Regions from separate parts of the Mus musculus genome. Here region 2 is linked to region 1. A link is a contact called in public Micro-C data. All regions are on one chromosome and are shown on one strand. Each heading gives the region's core, a stretch centred on a gene start, on an enhancer-like site or on the middle of the called end of the contact. The rest is flanking DNA. Distances are from core to core; before and after follow the strand shown.

Evidence for each region. A called contact is a pair of places that touch in the nucleus more often than the background predicts.
Region 2: a Micro-C map of the G1E-ER4 cell line shows a contact between it and region 1. The contact joins two enhancer-like sites. A contact is called at or near these places in 5 of 39 promoter capture datasets (the 3T3-L1 cell line, hippocampal neurons, liver and 1 more) and 2 of 484 Hi-C or Micro-C datasets (the G1E-ER4 cell line and cortical neurons).

What each region holds. Positions count from the first base shown.
Region 1 is chr6:87,081,995-87,088,356 of GRCm38.p6, reverse strand. Gfpt1 (glutamine fructose-6-phosphate transaminase 1) reads right to left here. Exons shown (of 19, transcript NM_013528.3): 15 at 5,770-5,884; 16 at 2,978-3,105; 17 at 1,886-2,053; 18 at 879-1,040; 19 at 1-243. The coding sequence ends at 199. Among named protein-coding and RNA genes, the nearest start is that of D6Ertd527e, 20 kb to the left of the region's middle. Within about 2 kb of position 3,281, at least 13 of the 459 cell types and tissues checked have an H3K27ac peak or open chromatin away from gene starts, as enhancers often do. A contact at or near this core is called in the G1E-ER4 cell line, where this site is marked.
Region 2 is chr6:87,738,169-87,744,530 of GRCm38.p6, reverse strand. The region is part of intron 2 of Efcc1 (EF hand and coiled-coil domain containing 1); the gene reads right to left. It overlaps Gm34414 (a long non-coding RNA gene), which reads left to right. Exons shown (of 3, transcript XR_003956327.1): 3 at 761-3,495. Among named protein-coding and RNA genes, the nearest start is that of Gm34414, 9.3 kb to the left of the region's middle. Within about 2 kb of position 3,865, at least 21 of the 459 cell types and tissues checked have an H3K27ac peak or open chromatin away from gene starts, as enhancers often do. A contact at or near this core is called in the G1E-ER4 cell line, where this site is marked.

The DNA.
Region 1 (6,362 bases), core at 2,032-4,531:
TTCTATGAATCAAATTCCCCCATGTATTATTGAAAATGAGACAATTGCACAAAAATCATTAGTTGAGTGGAATAATTATAACTGATATATAAATAAGATTTACTAAAAAAAGGCTTTCAGGAGGCAATAGTTTAAATCAAAAATTTAAATACAAAAGGTATCTCGTGTTGCTTAACTGTCTTAAGTTTCAGGTGTCTGTTACTCTACTGTTACAGATTTGGCAAGATTCCGTGGAAAATCAACCTGCAGAAAAGAGAATTGTATTAGCAAATATAATCATGTAATTTAGCCTAGAAAATAACTGAAAAACAATAAAGGAAAGGCGCTGACATACATAGGAGAGCTACCTTGGTCCCCTAGGAAGATGGCCCTCATAGGGAACCCTGGAAAAACTACCGGGTATCTTGGTTCCCATGACACCCAGAGGATTAAGAATGCCGCAGCCCTCACTGTGGGAGGGGTCCAAACAATAACTTGTCCCACCCAAAAATGCCAATCACCACCCATGAAGAAAACAGCCCTGCTCCCGGTCAACGAAGTGAATGTTTCTATGGGTAAGAAAAAACTGATGTAAGCTACGAACTGGCGGTGAAAAGGTAACAGGAGATAGCATGAATGGGACAGGACAGATTTTTCAAGCTGGGAGGGGCTAGTGAGACAGCCCAGCAGGCAAAGGCGCTTGCTACCAAACCTGAGTTCAACGCTTAGGTCAGTGGAAGGATATCTGCAATTCCTGCAAGTTGTCCCCTGACTCCTACCCATGAACTGTGACACACACACACACACACACACACACACACACACACACACACACACACACAAACACACGACAGACAGACAGATGATAGATAGATGGATGGATGGAGGCGGTCACTCACATCGTAGCCTCTCAGCACAGCCAGGTGGAAAGCCAGCAGCTGCAGGGGAATCACACTGAGAATGCCCTGCAAGCAGTCCACTGAGTGGGGCACCTTGATTGTCCTTTTTGTATTCTTAATGGTCTCAGTATCCTCCTTATCACAGATCACGACTGGACGCCCCTGGGAAGAAAACGATACACAACACAGTCACCAGGAAGCAGATGCTGAGCAACAAGAGGTGGGCATGGCTCCACTGCCTGACACACACATGTGGTCTGACTGCTCATTTAGACAGAAGCACAGACCGATTTTGTGGACTCGGTAGATTTCTTAAAAAATTTCCACAAGAAAGAAATGCCAAGTTTAATACTTGAATACAGGTCTGCTTCCTTTGAAGTTCAAGTTTATTTCTAGTACACTGTGCTTAGGGAGAAATATCTTCTGGAATTAAAATATAAACCAGCTGATGGGGGGAGGGTGTCAGCCACAGCATCCATGATATTAGTGTAAACCAAACATTGGGTTTTTTTGTTTTTTTTTTTAAGTTAAGTTCTTGGGGGCTGGTGAGATGGCTCAGTGGGTAAGAGCACCCGACTGCTCTTCCGAAGGTCCAGAGTTCAAATCCCAGCAACCACATGGTGGCTCACAACCATCTGTAACAAGACCTGACTCCCTTTTCTGAAGTGTCTGAAGACAGCTACAGTGTACTTACATATAATAATAAATAAATCTTTAAAAAAAAAAAAGTTAAGTTCTTAACAGTGTTAAGGTAAAAAGAAAGAGCATTATGTTAACTGTCGGAAGAAGGAATTTGGAGATGATGGCCTCGTTTTGGTTTAGTTCTTCTATTATGAGAGAAATGATGACTGGGTATCATCAAATTATACATAGAGAGCAAAGCAAAGGAGTTGACAAGTGAGCGTGTTTGTAATGTACTGCGCCTGCTCTATCATGCAAGTACAAAATCCACCTGCGCCTTAGTCACCACACCGAGATCTCCAGGGCACTCACAGCACTTGGCCTACCTGCCGTGCAACCACCTGCTGAAGAGCGTTCTGGCACTTGGCATAAGTGTGGTCTCGCATGATGATCATGATGACAGGCATCAACTTGTCCACCAAGGCCAGAGGGCCGTGCTTGAGCTCACCAGCAAGGATGCCTTCCGAATGCATATAAGTAATCTCCTTGATTTTCTAGTATGAAAAAACAGAGAAGTCTTTAGCTCACTTTTCAGAATTCCACTTTTAAGAAAACATTGAGCCGGGCGTGGTGGTGCACGCCTTTAATCCCAGCACTCGGGAGGCAGAGGCAGGTGGATTTCTGAGTTCGAGGTCAGCCTGGTCTACAGAGTTCCAGGACAGCCAGGACTACACAGAGAAACCCTGTCTCAGAAAAAAAAAAAAAGAAAAAAGAAAAAAGAAAACACTGCACAAAGCATCTGAGATGGTTAGGTCTCCCAAGATGTAGTAGAGGCCTACTGGTCTGGGTTGAATCTGTAAGAAGATTCTTAAGGCTTCAGCCTACCAAACGCAGAGCCCGCTGCTCTGCAAACATTCATCTACTTGCCTTATTTTCATTTCAATTTCTTATCTAATGAACCTTGGTCTGTTGCACGTATCTTGAATTGCTAAGCCCAAGTTATCATGGAGACATTCTTCTGGGCCTTCACTTTTGAGTTGAGTCCTATGGCTCATTCTCAGGTAAATAAACCACAGCAAACACACACAATTCAATTTACGCAGTCTACAAACACGTGGGGAGTTAGTAGGATGCTTCCACAGGTAAGATGCACACAACCAACGCACACCACCAAGCCTGACTATCCAAGTTCAATGCTCAGGATTCAAACAGTGGAAGGAGAAAACTGACTCCTGTTTAAGTTGTTCACTGATTTCCACACATGCGCTGTGTATACCACCTCCTGCTCCTGCGCCTGCGCGCACACAAACACATACACACACCACACACTCACTCACTTGAATGGCAAGGCTCAGTGATATAGTGATTACCTGGCTCTCTGTGTTAAATCCCTAGCATTATGGGATACATAACAGTAAATGTTCCTTGTCCCTCCCTAAGTCACTAGAGTGAAATCAACTGTAAGTGAAACAACGTACCAGAGCCCCTTCAAGGCATGTAGCATAATGGTAGCCCCGCCCCATTATCAGGACCGACTTCTGGTGGTAAAGCTCCGTCGCCAGCTTCTGGATTTCATCATCCATGCTCAGCACTTCCTTAATCAAGTCTGTTAGGGCAGAGATCAGAGCAGTCTTGAAAAATGAGCAGTGCACCTCACAGATAAGCAAACAACAAAACGGCCAGTTTTCTTTTCTTCTGTGATATCAGTATGAAATTCCCTTAACACATGGAAGCAAAATCAGAAAGATCTTATTAACTCTGCAGCTACAAAGTACAGCTTCAAGATGAGAACTTCAACCACTGCCCACTCTCTTACAAATCAAGCATATAGAAACTAAGATCAAAAGCCTTCATTTGGACTTTTCAGGGGATGGTGGGCCAGAAGACACCTTCTGTAACACAGTCAGGGAGGAGTCGGATTTAAAAAGAAAGGAAGGAAGGGAAGAAGGAAAACATGGAGGGAAAGAGGGAGGGAGGGAGGGAGCCTCAAGGAGCCAGCAATGTATCTCCACTGGTAGAGTGCTCAACTAGTATGCGCAAGTAACCTTGGGCTCAGTCCTCATAACTGCATAAAATTGGGCAGAGTGGAGAACACCTGTGATCCAAGTACTCAGAAGGTAGAGGCAGGAGGATCAAGAGTTCAAAGTCCTCCTCCCTACATACCCAGTTAAAACTCACCCTGGGCTACAACACAGACAGTCTCAAAAATCAACAACAAAACCAAACACAAAACAAAAACAAAGAGAGAAAGAGAGAGGGGGAGAGGGGAGAGAAGAAGAGGGAGAGAGAGAGAGAGAATGAGAATATGAATCACTCTTCAAAACACAAAGAATCAGAAGAGCCACCAGGCAAAAAAGTAACCAAACAGAACACAGCTCCAGCCCCATGACTGGGAGAAAGGAAGCACAAGTTTCACCCTGAGGAGGGGATAAGAAAGCCCTACCTACAGGACAAACTACAGCCCTCAAAGCCTCAACCAGGCACTGGTCTGCAGACAGTGATTCCTCCAGCAGCAATGGGGTTCCAATCTGTCATTCTCTATGTCTCAGGGGGCAGTGGCCAGACACCATCTTAGAAAGAAACCTACTTCTTATAACTGAACTAACCAGGGCTGCAGAAATAGCCTATCAGCTAAGAGCACTGGATGACCTTTCAGGGGACCCAGGTTCAATTCCCAGCACCCACATGGGAGCTCTTGACTATCTATGACTCCAGTTCCAGGGAATCTAATGTTCTCTTCTCACCTCTACAGGTTCTTGCATGCGCATGATACACAGATAGACATGCAGGCAAAACACCTCTACCCATAAAATAAAGTAATTAAATGTAAAAACTGCACAACTCTGGGCCTGAGTACAGAGAACAATCATAGTCAACGCGCTGAGGGTGGGGTGGAGGTGAGTCTCTGACCTTCAAAACATACAGGCAGCCCGGCAGTGAAGTGTATGGGAAAGGCAGGAAAGGCAGACTGCTCTAGGTACCCGGGAGGCAAGCTCACAGCTGTAAATAACTCTAGAGTCGATGGGCCTTAGACAGCTCTGTTCACTGCTATGGAATCCAGACGCACTCACACAGTGGTTCTCAACCTGTGAGTGTGCCAAATGACCCTTTTACAGGGGTCACCTAGGACCCTGAAAAACACAGATACTTACATTACGATTCTTAACAGTAGCAAAATTACAATTATGATGTAGCGACAAAAATAATGTTGTAGTCACCATCATTCAAGGAACTGTATATTAAAGGGTCGCAGTGTTAGGAAGGTTGAGAACCACTGCTCTAGCAAAACAGGAAAAGCACAAAAGACTCCAGCTCTCCAAGCCATCTGAAGCCGGAAGAGTAATGCAGACGCATTTGTCACAACTCTCCATCTCTGACTGCACGACGCAGTCAGTGGTAGTCACCAACACATGGCTCTGACAGAGCCCAACATGGAGAACCACAGAACAGAGGACCCAGGAATAGACCACATGGTTGCAGCCACCATTTCTAACAAAAAATGTCAAGAAAATACACTAATGAAAAATCACCTTTGAAGAAAAATTACCTTTTCAAGAAGCACACTAGGAAAACTGAAGATTGACAAATATAATTAGATCCATTATTTCTCACCAATGTGAAATATACTAAAGACTGTCTTGGATATGAAACTCCGAAAGTACTGGAGTAAATCATATTGTGAAAATACTTCAATACGTTGCCAAAGGCAAAGACTTCTTCAGAAGGACTCCCACTAGTACAGGAAATGACCACAAGAGCTGACAAGCAGGCCTTCATAAAATTAACTTTCTGCAGCTTTGCACGGTGGAGCATGGCAGCCCATGAAGTTTACACAGGGTGTGATTTTTACTAATTAAAAAAACTTCTGCACAGCAAAAAAAAGCAATTAGCAGGGTGAAGAAACAGTCTAAAAAACAGAGTCTTTGCCAACTGCAATTGGTAAGTGTTTACAGTCTTAAAGCGCTCAGGCTGGGAATGTGGCTCAGGTGGGAGAATGCTCGATTACATGTGCAAAGCCTTGGCATACACTGGGCATGATGACACCACGCTTGTGATCTCAGCACTCACAAGGGAGAAGCAGGAAGTCCAGCTCAATGTCATCCTCAGTTATCTAGTTAAGTCTGAGGGCAGCCTAGGTCATGTGAGACCCTGTCTCACAAAAAAAAAAAAAAAAGAAAAAAAAGAAAGGGGGTACAGGGGAGAGATACAGAGACAGACCGACTGACCAACGGACAGGCAGACAGAGACCCCTATTGTTTTCTATGCATACCCGGCAGTCGCTTCAGTCCGAGCATGATCTCTTTGCGTCTCTCTTGCATGGAGATCCTGTCATCACACATCATGAGAGCAAACATCACGAGGGACACAAACTGGCTGGTGTATGCCTACAACACCACAGAAAACAGAAAAGTGAATTTTAAGAACTTGAAAACTTTTAACAAAAGATGAGAATTAAATCCTAATTCTTTCACAATATACACTGCTCATCTTTTCTTAACATTTTAATTACATTGGTGTTCTGCCTCCATGTCTGTCTGTGTGAGGGTGTCAGATTCCCTAGAACTGGAATCATAGACAATTGTGAACTGTCATGTGAATGATGGGATTTGAACCTGGGTCCTTTATAAGAGCAGCTAGTGCTCTTAACAACTGAGCCATCTCTCCAGCCCCTCACTATTCATCTTTTACACATAACTCTGGAGATATTGACCTGACTTAGTACTTGGGAATCTATCTCTATTTTTAATCACAAAGCACTTAAGTCTATGTCTTGGGCCCACACAAAACACAAGTGAGACCCCTCACAGTCCTAAGAAAGGAGAAAGAAAGCCTGAAGGAAGTTTCTGTTAATCTGTGCCCGCC
Region 2 (6,362 bases), core at 2,616-5,115, 660 kb before region 1:
AACCAAAAACTCCGAAATTATCACTACAGTTACTATAGAAGTGTTTAATGCATAAATGTCCAGTTGGCCATGCAGAAGCTGTGTAGGAGTGGGGTTCAGAGGCTCATTTTCCTGGCAGGACCCTGGGTATGAGAAGCCCTGTCTCTAGTCATCCTCCCACTACTACTCCTTGTTACTGATCCTCCTTGAGCTTGGCCTCATGTCTTCCTGGCCAGTGTGGGCCTGGTCATACACTTTGATGTAGGTTATGGCCTGTGGACAGGCACAAAGGGGTTGCTGTTCAGCTACAGGAGTATGTCTGTATCTTAGAAGGGTGTTATCTAAGGTCCCTGCAGTCTGCCTGTTCCTCTGGGATCCCTCATGAGCGTGGTTTTGGTTTGTATCTTCTCTACTGTGGGTCAGTGCTAGGGATGGCTTGCTGTTCTTTGGAGGAAGGCGGTCACCTCAGCTTATGAGGTAAGGGTTGAGACTGAGCAGGGGGTACATAGACTTGACACAGAGTTGCTACTAAGTAGATGCCAGCTCCCATGCTTGTTCAATGCTTCCTTCCTGTTCACTGGGTCTTGTCAATTTCTTACTTTGTTTCTTTAGTTTGGTCCCACAGTTTAAATCTGATCGATGCTGTCCAGTATGGCAGCCAAAATTCAGAGATAGCTATTTAAATTTAGAATAACTAAAATTAAGTAAAGCTCCAAACCCATTTCTGTTTTCTTCTTTTCTTTTTTCTTTTTTGTTTTTGTTTGTTTTGTTTTGGAGACAGGATGGTGTGGTGAAAAGCCTGTCTTTCTGCAATAATTCCAGCCCAGAATTGGACTCTGCTCTTCATGCAAACACAAAATACACCACAATTGGAATTCTTCACAGCACTGTGCTTTGAGAATTTAATCCCCAAATCAAAATGCTGAAGGGTGTTTGGAGACAGAGCGTTTGGGAGGAGGTTAGGATTAGGTGACACCGTGAGGATGTGTCCCCATGGGGGTGTTAGTCAACTGAGTTTATCATGTGGTGCCTGGGCCACCTCACTGCAGTGTGAGGGTCTTGCCAGATGCTGACATCACACTCTGGGGATCCCCAAGCTGAGTGAACCTCTGTTCTCTGAAAGCTACCCAGCCTTGGGGTTTGCTATGGCAACAGAAAACAAACGAAGAAAGCTCCAAATGTTGGGGAGAATGATTCGATGGATGAGGTAACCAACAGGAGGAACTGATGAAAAGCCTGATTGGTCAAATTAGATTGAAGACGGCACCCCTGCCATGGAGAGAAAACTGCAGCGACCCCTGGTCACATCCCTCAAAGGGAAGGGTCAGGGTGAACTCAAGATCTAAGAGTGAAGGAAAAGGAAACAGAACAACACACAGCCGAATGGGTTTGTGACCCAGGGTGAACAACTCATTTCAAAAGCAGAAGTCACACGGCAAAAGGACTTGATCATGTCATAGCACACTGTGGGCAGCGCTGGGTTTCTTGGTCAGAGGGCATGAGCATCCTCCCCACCCATGACCTGGCAGATGCTCTTGGGTGATGTCATATCAGGTTTCCTGAGACACACAGGATGACACTTACTTAACATCATCTCAGGAGGAGGTGGCGCCCTCTGATGGTTGGAGGACTGTGTAAGGAAGAAGTGGTGAGCGGAGGGACCTGGCAACATGGTCTGAAAACCAGCATTGAGCAGCTGATGGGGAGGAGGAGGAGGAGCAGGAGGAGAGGAGGAGGAGGGAGCATGAGAGCACACAGTACAATCTCTGCAAGTAGAAAACACATGGTTTGTAGGAACATACACAAGGGGAAGGCAGGGCTCTTCATTTGGGGGATTCCTCATCATGCCTCATAGATGCCTGCAGCTGCTAGCTCACTGGGCATTTTCCTCCTCTGAAGACCTGTGAGAAGGTATAGTTTACAAATGAGGTGCAGTAAGAGGTCAAGAGCATTGATTCGCACTGCTCTGGAACAGTTACTGCATCCAGTAAAATAAGCCCCATCCTCAGTCTCTACTGCTTTGATAAAGACTTGACCAAAAGCAAGATGGGGCTAAAAGGGTTTATTTCATCTTACAGTCCGTCATGGAGGGAAGTCAGGACAGGAACTGAAGCAGAGGGCGTGGAGGAACACAGTTTCTGACTTGTTCCCTATGGCTTGTTCAACCTGCTTTCTTAGACACCCAGGATCACCTGCCCAGGGGTGGCACCATGTAAAGAGAGCTGCATCAGTCACTACTCAAGAAAATGCCATACAGTCATCGGGCAAGTTCCTCCTCCCAGATGACTCTAGCGGTGTCAAGTTGATGTAAAATTAGCCAGCGTCAACCAATCAAGATGGCTATGGAGTGACTCGTGAGGGCTGCACGTGCAGCGTGGATATAGAGAAGGCCGACAGCAGGATGTTGTGGGTTTTATCACACTTTCCAGAACACTGTGCAGTGTGACCTTTATGAGCTACTTATTTCTGGCATTTTCCATTTTCAGATTGTGATTGGCCACTGGTGACTGAATCCGTGAACAGTGAAACTGAAGGTGTGTGTGTGTGTGTGTGTGTGTGTGTGTGTGTGTGTGTGTGTGAGACTAGTGACCACTGACATCACAGGAAGAAAAGGACTGGGAAGAGAAGCAGAAAGACCATTCCTATCCCATCCAAGTTTCCCACTCAGGATGAACAGGTGCCCTAATGGCGGATATGATGGCACCAGTCACGAGGGCGATGACATGTATGTAGTCATGTTTGTCAGCATCCCAGAGCCAGCACATGCCGGGAAAGTACTCTGCTAGACACTGACACTAACTCAGGAATCGGTAAACTTTTTCTGAGAATATTTCAGGCTTTTAAGCCTGGCCTTATAATACATGGTCTTTGAAACACAAAAGTAGTCTCAGAGGTGCTCAAAGGACAAACATGGTTGTGTTCTAAGAAAACCTTAGATAATCTTCACAAACATTTAGAATTTCATGAAATTTTCATACTGTGAAATATTCTTTTTTGAAGTTTTTTTTTTTAGGTCATTGAAAATGAAAAATAATTCTTAGTAGAGTGTGGCAAGCTAGCAGAGGGCTAGATTCTGTCTGGATGAGGGAAATGATGGTCTCTGCCCTCTCTGCCAAGCTTGTCTGAGCAGAATGTGTTTGACCAACAGTAATGCCCTCACTTTGGCTTCCAGGCTAAAATCTGTCCAGTGCTGCCTGAGGTCCTCAGAGAAACCAGGGCAGAAAGATACCCTCAGGACTATGGGGAGCCACAGTCACTGGGACCCCGTGGTCATCTCACCGGCAAGGTGGCTCATAGCTAAGGAAGGAGGAGAGCTTCTGAAGACATTTCTTAGTTGTCAGGGTCACTCACCCCAGGATTTCCATTGGAGGGCACAGATGTTACTATTATTATTTATCCTTTCTACTTTTGGCCCTTCAAGACACGGTTTCTTGTGTAGGCCTGACTTTCCTGGAACTCACTCTGTAGAACACACTCTGTAGACCAGGCTGGCCTTGAGGTCTTGCTTGCCTCTGCTTTCCTAGTGCCAGGGTGTATGCCACCACTGCTTAGTCATAATAATTTTAAAATTTTTATTTTATGTGCACTGGTGCTTTGCCTGCATGTGTGTCTGTGAGAGGGTGTTGGATCCTGGAATTACAGACTGTTGTGAGCTGCCATGAGGTTGCTAGGCATTGAACCCCAGTCCTCTGGAAGAGCAACCAGTGCTCTTAACCACTGAGCCATCTTTCCAGTCACCATACATGCTATTACTTATGCTGTTATGAATTGGGTTTCTGTGACATGCAGCTGGAAGTATTATCATTACTAAACCACTTACAGCACTACTTGGGGGAGAAATGAGGTGGTGTAGATAAGAACTCTGGCATGCTGCCTCATGCACAGCAGATGGTAAGAGATGCTGGTTCCTGTCCTGCATCTATGTCATCTCCACTCACCTCAGCCCCCACAGAACTAGACTCCAGCCAGAGGGATTAGGCCACCTCTAGCAATTTACCATGTACTCATACCATGTCTATAGCAAGTTCCAGCAAGGTCTCTCCAGCAGGTGGGACCTGCCACTCAAGGCTGTGACCTACTGAAAGGGAAGGGTGAAGACAGCCTGAAGTTCACAGCATGGCCATGTCCACAGGCAGAGCCCCCTGTCACTCATAAACTGTGACCTTACTTCTGAGGTCACCTGGATTCAGCATCATGTCTTCTATCTAAAAGCAAATGAAGACTGGCCCCGACATCTGCTGGAGCCCCACTGCAAACCTGTGGCTGGAATCAAGGGACATGTGACTGTGCCATTCCAAAGCCAAGACGAGGCATGGAGACCTTCCCACGTTTGATCGTGGCCTCTCCTGGTATAAACAATGTCTGCCCCTTCTCAGCCACTCAGCTGCCAGCCCTTTGAACCACTCTGTATCTTGGAAACTTCACAAAGCCATAAGGCTGATAAGACCCTCGGCTGGCAGGTATCCTTGTGCCAGACCACAGCCTTCCCTGGAGGTCCTGGGGGTTCTACACTGTGGTTTCCTTTCCTGTGAGATATTTCCTGAGCTGAGAAGCCTCTCGGAAGTTGAGACTATGTGTGAAAACAAGAGAACAACAGGAGGAAGGAGGGCCAGGGCTGCCGCTGGAGAGAAGTGGAAAAGAAGTCACAGACAGGCGGCATGGGGTAGCCCAGGGGTCTTCTGGCCATCTCTGCTGTGCAGTCTCTGGTTCAGTGGGGGCCTGTGGCCCTCCAGCTAGCTGGTCAGCCCACTGCTAATACTGTCCTCTAATCCTCCACAACATATTGTGGGGCAGCTCTGTCCTTAGCAAGAATGGGCCCAGACCTCATGGCTTAGCTGGCCTCAGGGAGATAGACTTAGGGAAATTGTCACAAAACGAGAAAGGGATGGGAAGGACAGGCTGTAGGGACCGCAGGGAACTGCTTGTAGTGGGATGGGGTATCTGGCTGAGATCTGTGATGGCCACCAGAGACGGACCTCGGGGCTGCAGAGGGCTGTGGTGGACTCAAGGGATGAGTGTGTTGGTAGATTACTGCAGTGGGCCCTGGCAGAGCTGAGGTCAGAGGTCAGGTCACTTGGAGCTATGTATGCCATGGCAAAGAGGCTCCAGAGGGTGTGATTAGGAAAGCCGCCCAGCTCTGTTGGGTGCTCGGGCCACCGTGGCCCTGAGCATGTGGTCAGTGACTGGAAGGGAGCTGGGAAGAGAGTAGGAGCCAGGACAGCCATGCATGGGCAGTGCAGGGCTAGGATGGACTGAGTGGGAACAGGCAGAGCCGAGGCAGGGCTGAACCTGGGCTTCAGTGGGGACCACAAGGCAGCACTTGGGGCTTTCTGCCTACTCCACTCTCCAACCTGTATGGCTTGTTCTTGTCTAGGTCAGGCCCCCCTGCAAAGGATACTCTGAGCTCGTGTGTTCTGCAGTGAGTCTCCAGACACAAAAGACCCGAGTGACATGCAGTCTGAGTGTCAGCATTACCTCAGAGAAGAGCCACCTACAGTGGGCAGGACGATCCCAGATTTAAACACTGAATCGTGGCTGCTGGCGACAGGAGCTGTATATGAGTGGACAGGTAAAATGAGGTTTTAGGGCGCTCAGCTGTCCAGTTTGTCCAGTGTCCTGGCAAATACCCAGAAGTGGGTGTTAGTATTGTTCTTGTCATCCCATTTTGCAGATAAGGAAACTGAGGCTCCTGGACACAAGAAAGTCTTGCTGAGGGTCATACTCTACAGCTTAGTCCTCCCTCTTCCCTCCCCACACAGTATGTACACCAATATGGAAGAATGGAAGTTTCCCCACTTAATAGATGAAGAACTTGGTCTCATAGAGGGGAAAATACCTCCAGGTACTGCATAGCACATAAAAAAAAAGCTGGGATTTGAATTCGGGGTATCTAGGCCTCTGAGCCCGGGCCTCTCCCCAGCTTGTCTCTGGTTTGGGTCTGTTCCATTGTTCCTGAAAGAAGGGCCTCTGTTCCTACCAGCAGCCACCCACATGGCCTCAAAGGACAATGAGACAGATGACTTGGGCCCCGCCTTGTCCTTTTCTCTGTCCTTCTGACTGGCTGACTGTGGCCTCCAGGTCAGGCAGGCCTGCTGCTGTGGGTGAGAAGAAAGGAGGTAACCCTTGAATGGCCTCCTCATCTTTGTGTGCCTTTCATGGTGGTCTGCAGACAGAGTGGTAGTCTGTCTCCCTCCTTTCCTGGCCTTTTCATCCTCCTGACAACAAAAGGCACAGAGGCCAGCCCAGCCCCTGAGGCCCCACTGAGTGGACAGGAGGAGAAGAGGACTCTGTCTGCACTCTTTACCCGCTCTGACTTTCTAGCCTAGTGTTCTGACACCTGGCTGCAGGGCAGGGGGGCCTCAAGAGACAGAAAAGCTGCAGAT